2 separate regions of the Anas platyrhynchos genome follow, and region 1 is linked to region 2. A link is a contact called in public Hi-C data. All regions are on one chromosome and are shown on one strand. The core of a region is the stretch at or near the end of the contact, and the rest is flanking DNA. Distances in the headings are between cores, read along the strand shown.

Region 1 (5,669 bases), core at 2,810-5,309, 260 kb before region 2:
ATCGGCAAAAACGACTGCACATCATTTAACCAGAAAATTGGTTTAAGTAGGCATCTTCCCACAGCGGGTGTAGGGACAGCAGGTTAATTTCTATCCCTAGCTTTAGGAAGGAGCAAATCAGCGTGTTGTCCTCAGCCAACATCCTAATTTAGCAGCAGTCTAGGTTACAGCTCTAGGATCCTGTTCTGTTTGTGTATGAGGATGTGTTCAAGTTCAGTCACTCCTAGTATTTGTTCAAGGAATAGCTTGTAACTACTAGCGAGGTCACTACAGCAAAGGACTGGGATTTGGGATTGGTTGGGTTCTAATTTAGTGTTTTGGAGCTAGATTTTTGCCAGATTCTGTCATGTCACAGTCATGTATTTTGCTTAATATGCAAATATATGGCCCTGATTCTGCAGGCTTGAAATGTCCCCTGTGCCAGCATCATTGTTCTAAGCAAGGAGTCCATCAAATGGCAGTCTGCAGAAGCCCTGAAGTTCCACGTGGACAGGTCTTTGAGCAGTGCTGAGACCCCGAGAGAGCACAGAGGCCGCTGGCACGTGCAGCAGTACTATGGGTAGTATCAACGGGCATGGCCAGCAGGAGGAAAAGGCGTTTATGCGAGAAATGTACAAAGAAAGACTGGATGAAGCATGAGAAAAATCAAAGAGCAACTGAAAAGAAATTGCATCTTTTACCCAGTTGTAGAAATTCCTTTAGATTAGCGGGAAGTGTTATTTTCCTGCTTGCTGGTTAATTCTTCAGCACGTATTTTTATCTGAAAGAATGAGTAAGACGAAGGACGAGAGTGGAGGCAGCCTTGTTAGAGTGTTAACGTGCTTCCACTTCACACTAGATCTCTTCTGCCCCTCAGGTTGGTGGTGTTGAAGTTGCAGACTGCGCTCCCTCTAACAGCATCTCAATGCAGACGCAAGTGCTAAGTTTACTTTCTGACTGTTTTTGATCAGAAGCATCTCAGATTGCGTTCCCACCTTCTATGCAAATGCTGTTTGTAGGCTTTAGTGTCCTTGAAAGGTTTGTTGACACTTTTTAGTTGATAAACATTTCCCAACAGTTTACCTCAACTTTTGCATAAAACAATTAGTGTTCTTTACAGTGGAAACATGGCAGTTCTAAAGCTGATAATTTACATTACATCAGGTTCCAGAAATGCCTGGTATGTTCTGTGTTGCTAATAAGCACTAAGTAACAAATATTGAGGTAAGAGTCACGGTTTAATCACTTAATGTTGCCATTAAGTTTTAAAGTCAGTAAATCTAGATAATAAGCAAAAATGTAGATCTTTATTTGGCATTGAAAGTGCTTAATAAAGGTGCTTGGAGCGTTCTCAGCTACTGTCTTTTGTGAAACCATGTTTTATTCAACTGTCAACCGAGAGTTTAATTTGGGCTTATTAAGTAATTGCTGGCACATATTAGTGCACATATCAGAACAGTGAATTATTGATTATTTTTTTTAAGTTCTAATTAGATTTGGGTTTCTGTTCTTTTCACAAGCTAGCTTTTCACCGGTGCAGCAAAGGATGGCTTTACAGTTGGTAGCTCGATGTTCCTAGCTTGCTATTAGTGCAAAGCCCCCATCGGCAGTGAGTGAAGATTACTGATGGTTAGGTGGCCACATCGCTCCAACTGGTGGCAAGAATGGTGCCAGTCAGTACAAATCTCAGGCAGCCTGTTGTGTCTGAGTGCTGTGTATGGCTAACCACAGGGCGTTTAACTTCAAGGTGTCTGCCTACTACTGTGCATCTTTGCGCAGTTCTCAGTTCTTTCCATTCATGAGCGCGTGCCATTTACTGCCCTCGGTGTGCAGCACAGGGATAGGTACATGTCTTTCCCTCTGTTGAATCCTTCTGGCTTCTTCAGCCGGTGGCCATGGTTCATTTCTCCTTCAAATCTCATCGCAATTACTGTCTCTGCTGACATCTCACCTGTCTACCCTGTTCCTCTCTATTTGGCTGGGTGTGAGACTAATGCCTACAGACAGTACGCGCACATCTCAGAGCTTTCCAGGGCTGTCTCAGTAGGGCTGAACTATTGGGAAGTGCTCTGTAAAACTGGGAATGGATCAGCAACTGAATTATGTCTTTCTTGACAAGAAATGATGATTTAATTTCAGAATAAGAGTCGTAAGAATCGGTATTCTGCAAGAGTGTGCTTGAGTTGTGACAGCTGAGGTTGCTTTATGGGGGATGCCTAGCAAGTTTGAAAGCGTAACATTATCAATCCTGTCTCTGTTAATTAAAGATAAATAACAAATCTGATTTTTTTTTTTTAACTGAAGCAGCAGGCAAATGAGTCACTGCTTTAATTCTCAGAACTATGAGTGAATCTGTCTTGCAGTCGTTGTCTCATTCCTTGTTTCTTTTGGCAGAAATGGATACTCCTACAAAGTGGCAGTGGCTCTGTCCTTATTTCTGGGATGGTTGGGAGCAGATAGATTTTATCTAGGCTATCCTGCCTTAGGTAAGTTTATTTCTTGTTTTTTCTTTGTGTTAAAGCATATTGTAATGACTGAGTTATTTGTGTGTACTTGCATTTTGAATAAAAAGTGCTGACTGTTGTAGTTTTTATATTTGCAACTAAAATCCTTACTTCATTGCAAATAAGATCCTGGATCATGTACCTCTGCCTCCTATGCTGTTGGAGTGAGTGGTGACAAATGGATATGCGGTTGCCTCACAAGCAAACATGATTATTGTCATTCATTTTGCTTTACGTTTGCTTGACACTGATGTTTAGCACTGCATTCTCTGTGAGCCACTGCAACAGGAGTGGTTTTGACTGATGTGTCAGCTGCTTGATGATGCTTGATTTTAACAGAAAAATTGAGGGCAAACTTTACTGTAAAGCTAGTGTTTTGGGATATGGAATTTATTCTGGTAAACGAATACCTTCAAGATAGTTTGTAGTATTAATAATAGTTCTGCAGAAGCTGGGACCTTTAATAAGATCTACCTCTACTTACTGCTTTTAGGACCTGGTTCCCAGGGTGATGGTGCCAATGGCTTTTAAGTAATGCAAATACCTTGGTATGTTAGAACTACTTTTACTGTCTTGGATTTTCTTTGTTTCTGAGCCTGACAAATGGAGTAAATTTAAAGTCTAGATAGTGTGGAGCAGTGAATTGGAAAAAGCTATACATGTTGCTGTCCCTTCAGCTGGGAGTTTTGAGTTTCTGCCCATCCAGTAGAAACCCTCATGTTTTTTAACATTATCTGTCTTTCCAGTTAATCTTTTGTTAACACCTGTGTCTCTTTTCCTTGAAATTCTATAATTAGCACTTATTTTGTCCATCTCTTTCACAAAGAAGTATTATTTTGGGAATCAGTCACTCGGGTGCACCTTTTGTTATATCACTGGATTTGGAATAATAATTTGCAGTAGTTATTTTGTAGTTATACTGCAGTACTGTAGATTTATAAATACTCTGTTCTTACATAGAAGTGCTGTATGGCTCATGTTTGCTAACCCCACTGGAATACACTGTAACCAGAGTTAACAGATGTAAAATTAAACTCCTCTAAAGACAGGTTCTCAAGCTTTTGAAAGCCAAAGAAGGAAAAAGCAAATAGGTAAGAATAGAAAAGAGAAATAAAATCAGTAGGTTGGATTCCTTGACTGTAGTAAATATTTCTGGAGGTCATCCATGCTTTGGCAAAAATGATAAAGGGAATAACATTGAAATATTTTGTGCAAGAATTATGAAGACTGTAAATGCTCCTTCGCTTTTTTGCCTTCTCTTTTGGTTAAAGAGAGCACAAATGCAAACATGCTATTGAGTGTGAAGAAGCCAGGAAGGCAACCTCTTCCTCTCCCACACACTGTGAACTAAACCAGAAGTTATTACTGCCTAAGAGCACTGCTTTTTCCCTCCATGCTTTAGAGCAGTTTATTTTCTCAGTGTGATCTGCTTGTTGGGGAGGAAAGTGAGGAGGAAGAAAAAAAAAATCAACTTTACCCTGCACTCCAGAAACATATGCCAAGTTCAGAAATAGTTCTGCATCCAGTAATGTACTGCAGGACGGCTCCGCGGGACGCAGCCAGTTCCTCAAGTGAACTGGAGCAGCTGGGACCAGCAGTGCCAGCTGAGGGTGAGGTCCAGGACTGAAGCCTGAGAGGAGGTGGCAGAATGAGCATCACAAATAAGTGTTTTAAATGCTGACCGCACTTGATTCAGAGATAATAACAAACTAAATGTGTTCACCAAAGATTTGATATTATTTAATTGTTTTAACTGCAGTTTCCTAAGGCCAGTATTTATTTAGCTGGCTGTTTCCCTTCTGTTTTGTTACGCTATGCCAGGCAAACCATGTCTGGCTGCTGCAAGTCTCACACGTCAGCCCCTGGGAATGAGGTATTTTAAACATTGATACACTGAGGTTTTACACATTTAAGTGACGCAACTTCAGCTGTAATATGCGCATAGGCTTTTCTTTTAATCAGCTGAAAGACCATCCTGCTATCACTCCTTCATCCTCTTGGTCATTAGATACATGTTCACTGTTCTGACTGTACTGTCGGTCCATGGAATGATGATAAACGGCCTCCGTAGAGTTTATAAATCAGCCAGCTTCATCTTGTCAACCATGGGAGCTATCTGCAGACAGTGGGATGCTCTTCCCACAGTGTGCAAGCAGCTATCCTGCCACGCTTTTCCCTGTGCAGCCGCACAAATGGGGCACTGGGGAGCGGAGGTGGTGTTCTGGACAGATTGCTGCTTCGGAGAGAGGGGGAGCTGAAAGGAAGAGACAGAGGTCAAGAGACCTTCAGGTATTTGAGCGAGAGCAGGCTCATCCTTTGGAAAACTGCTGTGCTTTCTCATTGCCAGGCACTGTGCAGCACAACACAACTTGTTGCTGTGCCAGCTCCCTTGGGGAAGAGGTGCCATGCGAGGCTGCACTGGCCGATGTTACCGATGTGCTTGTTTCTTGCCTCAAAGTGTGCTGGTGCCTATAAGCACAGTAAGGATCTACTTTTTAGCAGGGAACTGTGTTTCCCCCGAACAGCATAGCCTGGAACTGACTTAAGTGCAACAGATAAGCATTCCTCTTCATACTGGCTGTTCCTAGGTAAAGAGACAAATGCCTTTTAATCTTTAAGTAACGTCAATGTTTGCCTAGCTCAGCTAAGTTTTATCTTGTAATATATACAGTACTCACTGTATTACACTCATTGTACAAGAAACTACTGGTATTAAATAAAAAAGTTAAATCAGTCTTCTGAAAACACCAAAAGTAGTCTGCCTTTCATTGCAACTTCCCATGAAACATTTATCTGTTAGTTGCTATTCCCATGTTTTCTATGACTCTTTCATTTATTTGCACAAAAAACAACTTTTTTTGAATGCTGCTTAAAAAGAAGTGTTTCTATATATATGTGTATAAATATATTCAAATAAAATTCCTATTTCAGCAAAAATAGAAAAGTGATACTAAAATGGTTTGCCAAAGTAGCATGTTCTGAAATCAAATCACTGTGTGCAGCAACTCAAGAGGTGATAGAAAGTCTCCCTCTATTCAGAAGTAAATTTTGCAGCTCAAGTTTAGATTTTTTTTTCTCTGTTTGATCGAAGAAGGGAAATTTTCCAGTAACTTGCTTATCAACTTTTGTCTTGTTTAAGAGTATTTCTTTGTTCTAGTAAAAGTTGTTAGTTTAAAATCTTTCAAG
Region 2 (5,124 bases), core at 249-2,748:
CAGGCAACACAAGTCTCCACGCTTGGCTACGGGCACTTTTCCCGAATGCGAAAATGCAAGCGAGCAGCCTGCCAGCTCCTTTTCCATAGGCGCGAGCGTGCAGGACAGACCCAGCTGTAAAAAGAGCCTCAGATTCGCAATCTTTTCTCAAAAATCTACGTTTTCCCTGAGCTCCAAGAGCCTCGGTGAGCAGGCCAGCCCCAGCCCACCTTCCCCATCCAGTGGGCAAAGCCCGGCTCGACGCACACAAAGCAAGCCTGCTCCGTTCTCCATTTTGCACTCGCACACCCGAGCCTGGCACACAAAATGGAGGCCCCCATGCGCCTCGCGGGCACGGACCTGCCCCGCGGCAGCCATGTCCTCCTGCCGTGTGCCCGACTGCCAGGCCTCTGCGCTGGGCTGAGCTCGCCCACCCATCCCCTGACATACACGTGGAGCCATAGGGCTAGAAGGGCTCCCCAAAAACATAAAAATATGTTGTTATATCTTCCTGCTGGACTACAGTGTGGTGAGGGGACTCACCGGGCTGGCACACTAAATGCTCCCACCCAATACGTGGCTCGGACAAAGTTCCCCCGTACATCGTGTGTTATCAAGCCATCTTTTTGGTGGTTACCATTAATTAACACTAACCACAGATAAAATGCATGAAGAACACCACATGGACAGAGAAGCCAAAGCGATTCAGCCCCACCACCAACTCTCCCCTACCCAGCGTCCTCGCCATCATAAGGAAACACGCAGGGTCGGTTGCTGTTAGGAGGCTAAAATAATTTGCCCTGAATTTACAGCCTGTAATTTAATCTGCGGCTCAAGCTCCTGCCCACGCCGGGCTGAGCGGCGGTGGGGGCAGTGCCGGACCCATAGCCCCGGGCAAGGACACCCCAGCAGCAGCCCTACAAAGGACGGTCCCTGAACCCCCACGGCTGACACCCCCGAAGGGCCGTGGTGTGGGCTGTGCACAGCCGAGCACAGCTCCTCGGAGGAGGGCTGAGGGTTGGGAGAGCTGGGTTTTGTCTGCTGGTTGTGGCTGCCTGGGCCGCTACGTGGAGTGGAAGTGCTGAGGGGAGGAGGAGCTGCAGAGCAGCTCCAGGCAGGCAACGCGAGGGATGCCCTTTCCTTTACATCCGAATGGAGAGAAACATTGAAAATACATAATCATAATAATAAATAGTGGGTTTTATGAACAATTAGGATTCCAGTGTCTCTTTGAAGGGTTTGAAAAGCTGACATGATGTTTTGGGTTCTCCAGATTCAGCTTTGAGGCCTCAACCAAGAGAAACATTCAGCCCCGCTGTGTACAGCAGTGACCACAACAAAGATTGTGGTTTCTCCCACACTCGCCTTAAATAGATCTAAATTAATGCTATTCATCATTGGGTGGAAAAGAAGGGAAATATAAAAGTGCAGTCGCTTGTAGACAAGCCAGCAGCATTGGGTAACTCTCTCACCAACACACAAACCTCACTGCTCCGTATGTGCCGACTTCCATCCAAGGGCTTCTCCCAGCCCTGCACCTCCGGCCCCGCCTGGGCAGGAAGGCACGGAAACAGCAGGCTGTTCCCAGCCTAACCCATCACCTGGAAAACATCCTGGGCAGATTGCACACGTCTTCATCCAGTGTTTATTTGTTGTTGCTGTTGTTGTTGTTGGAGAAAGGGGAAAGCTAAACCACATGACTGAACTCCTGCCAGGGGTTCGTGATGGAGCAGACCGTCCGGAGTGCCGCACCAGTTAGTGTCCGCATTATCACGGATACTCACCGGCTCGGTTACAACGGCACGGGGAGCGCAGTTGTCCCGACCTAAATCCTGCTTCTGTCATCTCCTGCCCTGCAGAAAGCCGTCAGCCCCACTCCCCGAAACAGAACGTGTCGATAGATGGAGATATCTTTCTGTGCCATGCAGGGTGTGTAATTGCCGTGCAGCTGGATGCGCGCCGGCGATGGGTGGGTACAGGGAACTGGGGGTGCCGAGGAGCTGCAGCTTGCATCTCCCACATCCACTTCCAAGTGGGATACAGATGCAGGCTTCCAGCACTGGCATTGTACGGCCACCTTTTACCAGCCTTTTGCAGTAATGCAAAATCTGCCTTTTCCTCAAGGACAGAAACACCATGAGACAACCTAATTTCACTTTTTTTTTTCCTTAAATTTACACACATCTCACAATGGCCAAAATGAATGGAAAAAAAAAAAACAACCAACATCCTATGAGTCTCCAAATCTCATCTAAATACCGGATTGTTCAGGTTCCCCCAGACATTCACAGGGAGCCCAGCACACAGAACACGTATGAAGTACTTGCTGCAGAGCTGGCTGAACATTTTTCGGAAAAAGTAAATGCAATCCGTGTGTTCCGTAGAAATGCACAGGGACCATTAACATCACAAACAAAACTTTAAAGACCGTTTCTGATGTATGCTGGAACAGCCATGTATTGGAATTATGCTTTCAAAAGCCTTATATAAGAAGGAAATGTCACGGATGCTTTAAAAGTCTTCAGATACGTGTAAAAACGACATATATATTACATATTATCTTCACAGAACAAACACCATTTGAAATGTGCCCCTTTTTAACTACCATTATGAGCTGTCTAAAGAGCATTTTGGTTGAAACTTGGGAGGAAAGGGGGAAAAAAAAAAAAAAAAGCACTGATCTTACACCTGCTCTTTAGCAGTGGGAAGTGGGTTCTCAATCTGTTAACATGACCATCTGGCCAATCTGCATATCACGGCTATCTGGATTACTGTATGAAGGAATGACAATAACGTAGCCAAAACAAAAGTAAAATGCATCAAAAACTAACAGTAGCGCGGCCCTTTTGATTTTAAATTAAATAATAAATGTGCTATCACAGCAAAACGAGGAAGTTATCTAAATAATTAAAAACGAGCCTCCGCTACGGCGTAATTAAGTAAACAATATGGTGTGCGTTCTATATGAGCCGGCAATAGTTTCCACAGCCGAACACCAGACTTTTGCAAAGCAGATCGCAGGAGCTGGAGACGCTGCGACAGCTCTTTCCGTGATGTACGGTATTGTCAGAACACCTCTCACACCGCTGCAACGCGCCGGACTGGCTGCGGCTATTAGCGGGATTAATGCAGCAACAATCAATAACAATTGTACTAAAAGATTACGGTGCAAAGTGCGATGTACCTTTCGGACGCGGAGCTAAGTGATACCTCCATGGGTATTTTGACTATCTGCAGTCGTTTGCTTTATGAACCAATCTTCACGTTATTTCGACCGGGGCATCTTTGTGATGGTCCAAGCAGAAATATTTTAAATCTGCCACTCGGAACATCAAGTGGGCCTGCCTAAAGTTCAAGGTCATGCGTTATATACTGTTACCCAGGCAATTGGCCATAGAGCATATTTAGACCCTAAGTAAATTTTCACAGTCGCAGGAATAAAGCTGACTTCTTGCTTCTTCTCTGACTCCTATTCTAAGTATTAAGAGAGTCAGAAAAAATAACTCACTTAAGTAAAAAGCCATTCCCCGGTTTTACTAAAATTCCAGGTTTTAAAACGCCTGTCCAAAAGATTAAGAGATTTTCTCCACCACAAATATGTGGCTAGCTCAACTCTCACCCAAAGCACGTAACGAGGTCTATCAAAATAAATAAATAAATAAATAAATAAAAAAATCGGGCATCGCAGTATCAATTCCTGTCGCCTGCCATCCGGCTCTGCCCACTGATGGAGTCTCTAAAAACTGTGACCTTTCACAAAATTTAACTACTTCCATTGCGAATCCTTCCTCCAATCTGATCACATTAGCAGAAGGAACTCCAAAGCAGTAAAAAACTCCAGAAAGTTCTCGGTTGAGTGCCTACTAATGAACAAAGGTTAACTTTATCTAAAAGGTCAAATGCCTGGTGGCTAAGGTTGTGACCTTAACAACTTAAATTGTGACCTTGCCACGTGCCTAGTATATTGTAGATTCTGATACAGATCATCTGGTAAAGGACTGGCCATAAATTAGCTTTACTGTTTGACTCCCACAAAGAAAACGGTTTGCCACAATGGTTTCCAACTTGTCATTTGATACAAGCGTAGAATAAGTGAAAACTAAAAAGCAAACCCAAGTTTAGGGTATGAAAATGCCGCCTGCTTTTAGTTAAGCAGATTAGAAACTGCAAACTGAGAGCAATACTCTAAATTTCAATACATTTTTTGGTCAACCTCTAATTCACAAAACACCGATCTTCTTTTCCTTTCCTTTCCTCTCTTTTCCTTTTTTTTTTTTTTTAAACGAAAATGACATGTAGTTTGTGTATTTGCATATTTCTGTTTTTTCTTTCTAGCCAGTTCTTAAAGAGAATAATTGATTTCAGTAGCTTTGTAAGAAGCACCATTTAAATCTGAGCACATGTGTTCTCTTACAGATGATAGTGCCTACTGAAGAAAAAGCGTGGATTCAAAGCAATAATTATCGTACATGTTTAGAAGGAAAGGGAGATCTCACTGCTGAAGTCATCTCGAATAAGGCATCTTGGAAGAGAATGCTCCCCCCAACAAAAAGAAGAAGAGGGAAAGAAAAAAAAAAAAAGGGAGAAGAAAAAGAGAAGCAAGCACTATGGGTGAAAAGGTCACAATGGTTTTGGCACATATCTTCAAGCACGTTTTGGAGTCTGTGCCTCCTGCCAATACTGGCAACTTCTCAAAACTTTTAAGGAGGTAAAAACATTGTTTAGTGTTTACAAATCTTCTGTACTATAGCAGATGCTTGTCAAATCCGCTATATGTAAGTTGACCAGCCTACCTAATATCTGTGCTGGCGACACCCTCCTCAGAGCTAACGGGTCCATACATTTCTGGAGGCAGCTCTGATGGAGTTTGAGACAAAGGACCCTTAATATTTTTCTTTTGTAATTTTCCTGTTGCGCACACGGCACAAGCTGCCATTACTGCGGGTCTGCGGGAACCAATGGCTGGCAACTTGGCCAATGTTCAGGTGTAACAAAGACTGCTGGGATACATCGGAGGGGGGAAAAAAGCGAGGAAAAAGGGAAAAAAAAGAAAAGGTAGCCTACGGATGGTGCTTCCAGCACACCTCCGTGAAGCGACACAGGCGACGGCTACCCTGTGCCACCTCCTAAAAAATTGCTCGGTCC

What was found. Hi-C and Micro-C count contacts between places; a contact is called where the count stands out from the background.
Region 1: a Hi-C map of skeletal muscle shows a contact between it and region 2, with 2.4 times the contacts expected there. The contact joins two enhancer-like sites. A contact is called at or near these places in 2 of 8 Hi-C or Micro-C datasets (skeletal muscle and subcutaneous adipose tissue).

The regions. Positions count from the first base shown.
Region 1 is chr8:36,667,316-36,672,984 of IASCAAS_PekinDuck_T2T, reverse strand. TM2D1 (TM2 domain containing 1) reads left to right here. Exons shown (of 7, transcript XM_072041448.1): 4 at 2,374-2,465. Among named protein-coding and RNA genes, the nearest start is that of TM2D1, 7.3 kb to the left of the region's middle. Within about 2 kb of position 4,059, at least 3 of the 8 cell types and tissues checked have an H3K27ac peak or open chromatin away from gene starts, as enhancers often do. A contact at or near this core is called in subcutaneous adipose tissue, where this site is marked.
Region 2 is chr8:36,401,450-36,406,573 of IASCAAS_PekinDuck_T2T, reverse strand. The region is part of intron 3 of NFIA (nuclear factor I A); the gene reads right to left. Among named protein-coding and RNA genes, the nearest start is that of NFIA, 130 kb to the right of the region's middle. Within about 2 kb of position 1,498, at least 1 of the 8 cell types and tissues checked has an H3K27ac peak or open chromatin away from gene starts, as enhancers often do. A contact at or near this core is called in subcutaneous adipose tissue, where this site is marked.